Regions from separate parts of the Rattus norvegicus genome. Here region 2 is linked to region 1. A link is a contact called in public Hi-C data. All regions are on one chromosome and are shown on one strand. Each heading gives the region's core, a stretch centred on a gene start, on an enhancer-like site or on the middle of the called end of the contact. The rest is flanking DNA. Distances are from core to core; before and after follow the strand shown. Region 1 overlaps Poc1b (POC1 centriolar protein B). Region 2 has its middle 170 kb from the start of Cs-ps1.

Region 1 (3,311 bases), core at 408-2,907:
AGGAGGCCAGGGAGTGGAATGTGGTGGTTTGAAAATCCTTGGCCCAGGGATTGGCACTATTTGGAGGTGTGGTCTTGTTGGAGGATGTGTAAGACTGTGGGGGTGGCCTTTGAAACCCTCCTCCTAGTTGCCTGTGAGCCAGTCTTGTGTTTTCCTTTTGTCTGCCTGTACACTGCCATGCTTCCTGCTGTGATGATTAATGGACTGAATCTCAGAACCAGTAAGCTAACCCCTGTTAAATGCTGTCTTACAAGAGTTACTTTGGTCATTGTATCTCTTTACAGCAGTGAAAACCCTAACTAAGACAGTGGGAAAACAGGACAACCTCCTAAGTGGTCACAATAGATCCCTGTAAGACTAGGGAGCATAATATTAGAAGGGATTGCAGTTAAGTCAAAATCATTAATGAAAGAATTATCTTGATTGCTTTCAACTTCAGAATGGCTACTTGAATAGCACCATCATCTACAAATTATGAATGAAATTCTGTGTTGCTTTGTAGAACGGAACAATCCTTTTTATATAACTAAATATTTTATGATATCCTAACCAAGATTTATTGGTGAAAATTCTATCATGATTAATAGAAATCTTCAAATCTTAGGTCATGATCTACTTTAGTCTGCTAATGAGGTTAAAGACATTACCATTGGGTATGAAAGTATAATTTCCTGTCTACCAATTCTATATTTTAATTCTAGCTGAACTACATACATTGTTTTGAGGAGCTTACATGACACTAATAATAGTAACAATTACTTAAGCCTATATAGTATTTTTCTATGTCTTTACATCAGTTATATAATAGGGCTGTAAACATTGAAAGTCAGTAATGCTTTTATGCACATGAGAATTCAGGTGAGTAGATGCTGAGGCTAGTAGCTGATGATGCCGGAACTCTGGCCCACTGTGCAGCTCTGCCCATCTATGGCAGTGCTTTGGTTTAATAAGAGCTCAAATCTGGCCCTGTCAGTAGACACTAGCGTGTCTCTGTGCTGGAGGTCCTTGCTTTAAGGGCTCATCCCCTGTCCTTCAGGAATGTGTAGTCTACGGAAACATTACAGCCTGTGTTGGAATGTATGTTCTCGAGCTTGGTGATGTAGACCCTTAGGCCAGAGGTGGGGGGGGCGGGTACCTTCAAGATTCCATACAGCCTCCTTCTCAATTGCCCCTCTGTTCAGGTAATGAGAGCCCACCTCTCAATCCACTCCATTTCAAGGCTACTTGGTTTACGTAGAGGAATTTGTTCTTCAGTGTAATAAAATGCTATTAGTTACATAAGTTCCAAACTTGTAGAAAGTCAAAGATTTTTCTACAGGAGGGGCCGATTCTTTCCTTGTTTAAGACTTAAACCTTCTGAGCAGTTTGTTTCCAGAGCAAAGCTAAGTCAGTGTGCTTCTCTATACCTACACTAGGTGGCAGCAGAGAAAAGATAACAGTGTCTATTTTGCCTAAGACAAAAGCGTGAGGTCTGTGGTATCTCCTCTTTACAGAAATGGATGAGGAAGTGTTGGTTTTCTACTGGAAAACGGCAGGAAGGAAGAAGTGTTGGCCAACTAAGCGAGCTTTCCTCCATTCTTCTCCCCCCTTTACCATGTCTTACAGTCAGGCACCTCCACTGTAACACAGTGGGCTGGATAATTAGAAGATATATTCCTAAAACAGCAGCTAGGGGACTAAGCATGGTGGCACATGTGTCTGTAATCCCAACACTTGAGAGTCAAAGGGAAAGGGACTGAGAGTGAGGCCAGCTTGTGGTGCATAGCCATGGTGAGGTCGGTCCTCAACCAGGCCAGCAAGCGACCTCCGCAGGTAAAGGTTTCTGCAGCGCTGCCTGCCAACCTGATTCCAATCCCGGATCCACTCGGTGGAAAGAAAGATCCAAATCTCACAGATTGTCCTCCAGCCTCCACACATGTGCCATGGTGCAATCACGTGTGTAAGTGTGCACGTCCTCACACATACACATACATAAATCTAACCCAAGGTACAGCTCTGTCCTCCAGACCGAGTGCCTTCAATCCCTCAGTCGATCACTCTTCTTGCTGGGAGCTCAGCCCACAGGGAAAGCAGTGTCCAGTGGCTCTCCCCAGTGGGTCTCTCTAAAGCACTTAAACTCCAGCCTCACGGTTCCCCCAAATTTCTTTGTAATCTGGCCTTTGTCAACTCCAATCTGTTTCTGTCTCTTTTCCTGTCCCTGGACATTTGTTCATTTGCACTATGGCTGTGCTCGGCTGGTGGGGGTGGGGGTGGGGTCTTTATTGCACCCTGTGTCTATGACTTGCTTTCTGAAGTGTATTTTGTTTTTATTTTGGTGTGGAGAAGCCGTGTTAAGCTGTGTTTCCTTTCTAAAGTCCTTGTGGCTGGGCCATCAGCTAGAGTTCCTTTCTGGCCCTGAGTGTACCAAGTGCTGTCCGGTTGGTCCTGCAGTCTGGGTGCTCTTTGGCTCTCGTCTTTGAACTAAAGATGACTGCTTTTTTTTTTTTTTTTTTTTTTTTTTTTTTTTTTTTTTTTTTTTTTTTGGTTTGCCCTGCAACCTTTGAATTTAAAAATGACTTCCCTCGGAGGTAGTCATCGATCCAGGAAATCATTCTTCTTTCTCTGTAATTTTACTACACAGGTATTTTCAAATCTTTAATTAAATACTGTTTAGCTTTGAACGGTCAGAAACTTTGAGGTAAATGGAGTTGTATTGAGTATGTTTTACTGTAACTTGCCTTTTTATTTCATATAAAAAAAAAACCCTGAGATGTATGTATAACGTGACCTGACCTACTTATATAGTGTGCAGAGCTGTGTTCTCCTCGACTTCACTGCCGTGTGGTGTCTCAGTGACTTTACCTCACAGCCAGTCTCTACAGTATAGCTTAGCGTTGGTTACAAAGTGCTATGCGCACTGCTGACAATATGGAGGAGCACTCTGGTGTTTGCAATGGTGTTTCTTACCGTTTCCACTTTTCCCTCGGATAATGAGTTTATGAAGGCAAGCCCATTAGCCATTAGGGTCTCACGTCTGTAGATGTTTTCATGGAATTTCTGTTTTCTACATTTCCGTGGATAAGCTTGTGTATAGATTTTAGATATCCGCCCGTTCCTGTATTCAACATCGTAATGATCCTCATGGCGGCACAACTCTCCCACAGCAGCTGTGATCACAAGTGCCTTTCCCCTCGCTGGCAGCTTCTGCTTTTCTGGTTTTTCAGATGCTCTTCTCCACCTCTGGTTGAACAATGACTGTAGTTGTTTACTCTTGCTGGTCTTACTGGTTGTTCATCACATTTGGGTTCCGCTCACCTCCTGCCATCCCCTCC
Region 2 (3,311 bases), core at 297-2,796, 450 kb after region 1:
CAGCTCTCGGGCTTTCAGCCATCGTGAAGAGGTGGGATTGCTACCTGTAAGAGGGAAACCTGAAAGAATGGCTTGGGTGGAGCTTGAGGTGTGCCAGGCTAAGAGAGCGTTGTCCACGAAGGCCAGGACATCTGTCACACTCGAAGTCCTGAGTTCTGTGTTTTATAATTGGGCTCATTTTCTTTCATCTATCTAGTTTCACTTATGAATTTTTTTTATTCATTTGCTTTGTCCTTATATCAGCCAAGGGGCAGAGCAGATGGCAGTCCTTGGTTCATCGTAGCTTGACACCTGGCGTGGTGGCCAGAGCTGTTTTATGCCCAGGATTAAAAAAATAAAAATAAAATAAAATCTAGGCACGCAGTGTGGGAGGAAGACAGAGACATGAGGATTGTCATTCCATCCATCCACAGACCTGCCCTCAAGCCTGGCATGGGCGGGCCACTGACACTTGCCTGCCACCATACCACATAGTACAGCAGGAGGTTATCACCCAGGGGTCTGCCAGCAACATGGCCAGCCTGCAGTGGGGGCCAGCATAATGTGTGAGCATGTGGTGGTCAGATGGGAGACAAAGAGAAGTGGAGTAGCTTGAGCGTTATGAAGAGAGATGGAACTGGAGACTCAGGGGTAGAGAGGTATAGCTTGTTGTGGGTGGCCAGCCTCGTCACCTGTGGTGTGGTGAGGTCCCAGGCCTAGCTGCTGCTGAAGGCCATAATTCCTGTTCATGGCTACACAGCAACAGGGCTTGGTGTCCTGGTCCATGGCACATACTACGTCTAAAGAACATGGGGAAGTCCCTGGTCAGGGCAGCCGCCGGGGACCACATGGCTCTCCAGGGACTGTGCAGAACTGGCCCCACTCCTCACTGGCTATGGCACGCTGGAGAGCTGGCTTCCATTTGTCACCAGTGGCAGCACTCAGGAAAGAAGGCCCAGGGTCTCACCAAAGCAGTACAGTGGTGCTGGCCCTGGTGGCAGCAATGTGGGTAAGCTGCCCAGAGGACATGTGTGGGAGAGCTGACACTGCCAGTTGGCTACCGTGGGGTGGCATGGGTGCTGAGGTGATGGATGGGTGTCGCACATGAGATTAGGAGAGCTAGCCCTGTCCTCTCACTGGCTGTAGCACTTGGGAGAGCGGACACTGAACCTCACCCAGGCAACATACTGGAGCTGGCCCCTGATGAAGAAGGTATGGGTGAGCCAGCTTTGAGACCTTGAGAGTGGGAGAGCTGGCCCAGCCCCTTGCAGGCTGTATTACTTGGGATAGTGAGCCCCAGGCCTTGACTGGAGCAGCACAGTGGAGGTGTGGGTTCGGGTCAACTGGTAGAAGACATGAGAAAGGAGAGGTGACCCTGCCTTCTGCTGATGGTGTCACTGGACGGCCTCGTTGGAGCAGGCTGGAGCGCTGACCACCTCAGCTACCAGCCAGTCCCAGTCCTAGGGCTCTGAGTTGGCCCACTTCCAATCTACATCCTCTGAGAACAGCTGGGATGTGTGAAAGGGCTGGTCCTGTTGCTCCAAAGCTATAGGATCTCCATGACACCAGGAAACAACAGGGAGGGGCCTTGGTGAAAACCCAATATTGATGGTGCCACAGAAGCCAGAGACCTCGAACCAGACCGATGACTCATTGTAATGAACATTTGCAAATTAAGATGTGTGGACAGAGGGATACACTGTGGGATACACTGGGACATACTACAGCCTCTATGATGAGATTTCTTTTCTATGCTTTGTGTGCATGTGATTTATTGGGGGAGGGTTTCAAGGGCAAAGGGCAGATATGAGGGATGGGGAGATGAATGGGACTGGGGTGCATGATGTGCAACTCACAAAGAACGGATGAAAACTTTGAGAGAAGAAGGAACACAGAGTCCTGCAAGGTGGTTGGTAGACCCAAATGAGCATTTGAACATGATTGCAATCCCTCAGCAAGGGTCCCTAAGGTTAGAGTTTGCCTTTTCTCCTGTCTCTGATAGACAGAACTGACCTTCATGCCAGTCTCTGTTTGGGACTCAAGAAAGCAAAGAACGCCTACAAATCCACAGGAGGGAAGGGAAGCCCGTGTTTCCTCGAATCCCTTCTTACATTGGATGTGCTAGTTTAATTGAGCCAGGACTTGGTGATTTTTGACAAATTAAAAATAGTATTCCATTTGTCTGTGAGGAAGAGCCGAGGACAGCCCTGAAATCGGCAATGATACCCAGGCATGATGACTCGAAGTGCGTGTGTGTTGGGGCCTGTGGTCAAATGCCGAGTTCCCCTGGTTTTCAGGAGACGAGTAAACAGAGTAGAGTAGCTCTGAGTGTTATTTTACAAGTGAGAACACTGAGAATCTAGAAAGTTATCCAACCTGCTGTTAGGTCGTCGGGTCTGTAGGCTAAACAGGTTTATTTTCACCTAAACTTATGCTCTTCCCTCTTTTAAGTCTGTCACATGCTACGGGTGACAGTGCAAACCACAGAGGGCCCCAGATTACATTTTAAAGCTAGAGTCCTTGCCATGGCTGCACTTACTATATAGCTGCCTTCTGTAAAAGAAGACTTTTTCTGTGTCTAAAATGAAGGCGATGTTATCTGTCTTACTGTTCTATTGCTGTGAAGAGACACACTATGACCAGGGAAAATTTTAAAAATGGCATTTAGTAAAGGGCTTGCTTACAGTCTCAGGGGTTTAATCAGGGAAGCATGGTGGCAGGCAGGCCTGGTGTTGGGCAGTAGCTAAGCGTTTACATCTCAAACTCCAGGAGGGAGGCAGAGACAGAGAGAGAGAGAGAGAGAGAGAGAGAGAGAGAGAGAGAGAGAGAGAGAGAGAGACTGGTCCTGGCTTGGGTGTTTGAAACCCAAACTCTACTCCCAGTGACACACCTCTTCCAACGAGGCCATAACTCCTAATAGTTTATAAATAGTCCACCAGCTGGGAAGCAAACATTCACACACTCCCATTGATACTATGGGAGCCAACCTCAGTCAGAACACCATAGCATCTGGATCTACTCTATCTGTCAAGGAGTGAGAGCCATGTGTCATACTTCTTCTGACAGGGTTGGGGCTATGCAAACATTGGAAGGGTCAGAAGACAAGATTTGACCTTGTTTGCCAGTCACTTGAGGCCCTTCACCATCTAGCCTCAGTCTCTCCACCTATTAAGTAAGGGCATTTATACAGATTAATTTAAGAACAAAAACAGGTCAAGTGATACATAAAAGTTTAAAAGCCATTTGTACAAAGAACTCGCAAGGTGTTATTCTCCGTGCAGATGACGTAGAAGAGAACGAAGCAGGTGTTGGTTAATAGTGTCACGTTGACA

What was found. A called contact is a pair of places that touch in the nucleus more often than the background predicts.
Region 2: a Hi-C map of Schwann cells shows a contact between it and region 1, with 5 times the contacts expected there. The contact joins two enhancer-like sites. A contact is called at or near these places in 11 of 12 Hi-C or Micro-C datasets (the A7r5 cell line, the Rat2 cell line, Schwann cells and 6 more) and 1 of 1 datasets of contacts at active chromatin or transcription factors (oligodendrocytes).

Annotation. Positions count from the first base shown.
Region 1 is chr7:35,872,059-35,875,369 of GRCr8, forward strand. The region is part of intron 9 of Poc1b (POC1 centriolar protein B); the gene reads left to right. Among named protein-coding and RNA genes, the nearest start is that of Galnt4, 62 kb to the left of the region's middle. Within about 2 kb of position 1,658, at least 1 of the 93 cell types and tissues checked has an H3K27ac peak or open chromatin away from gene starts, as enhancers often do. A contact at or near this core is called in Schwann cells, where this site is marked.
Region 2 is chr7:36,319,710-36,323,020 of GRCr8, forward strand. No RefSeq gene overlaps it. Among named protein-coding and RNA genes, the nearest start is that of Cs-ps1, 170 kb to the right of the region's middle. Within about 2 kb of position 1,547, at least 1 of the 93 cell types and tissues checked has an H3K27ac peak or open chromatin away from gene starts, as enhancers often do. A contact at or near this core is called in Schwann cells, where this site is marked.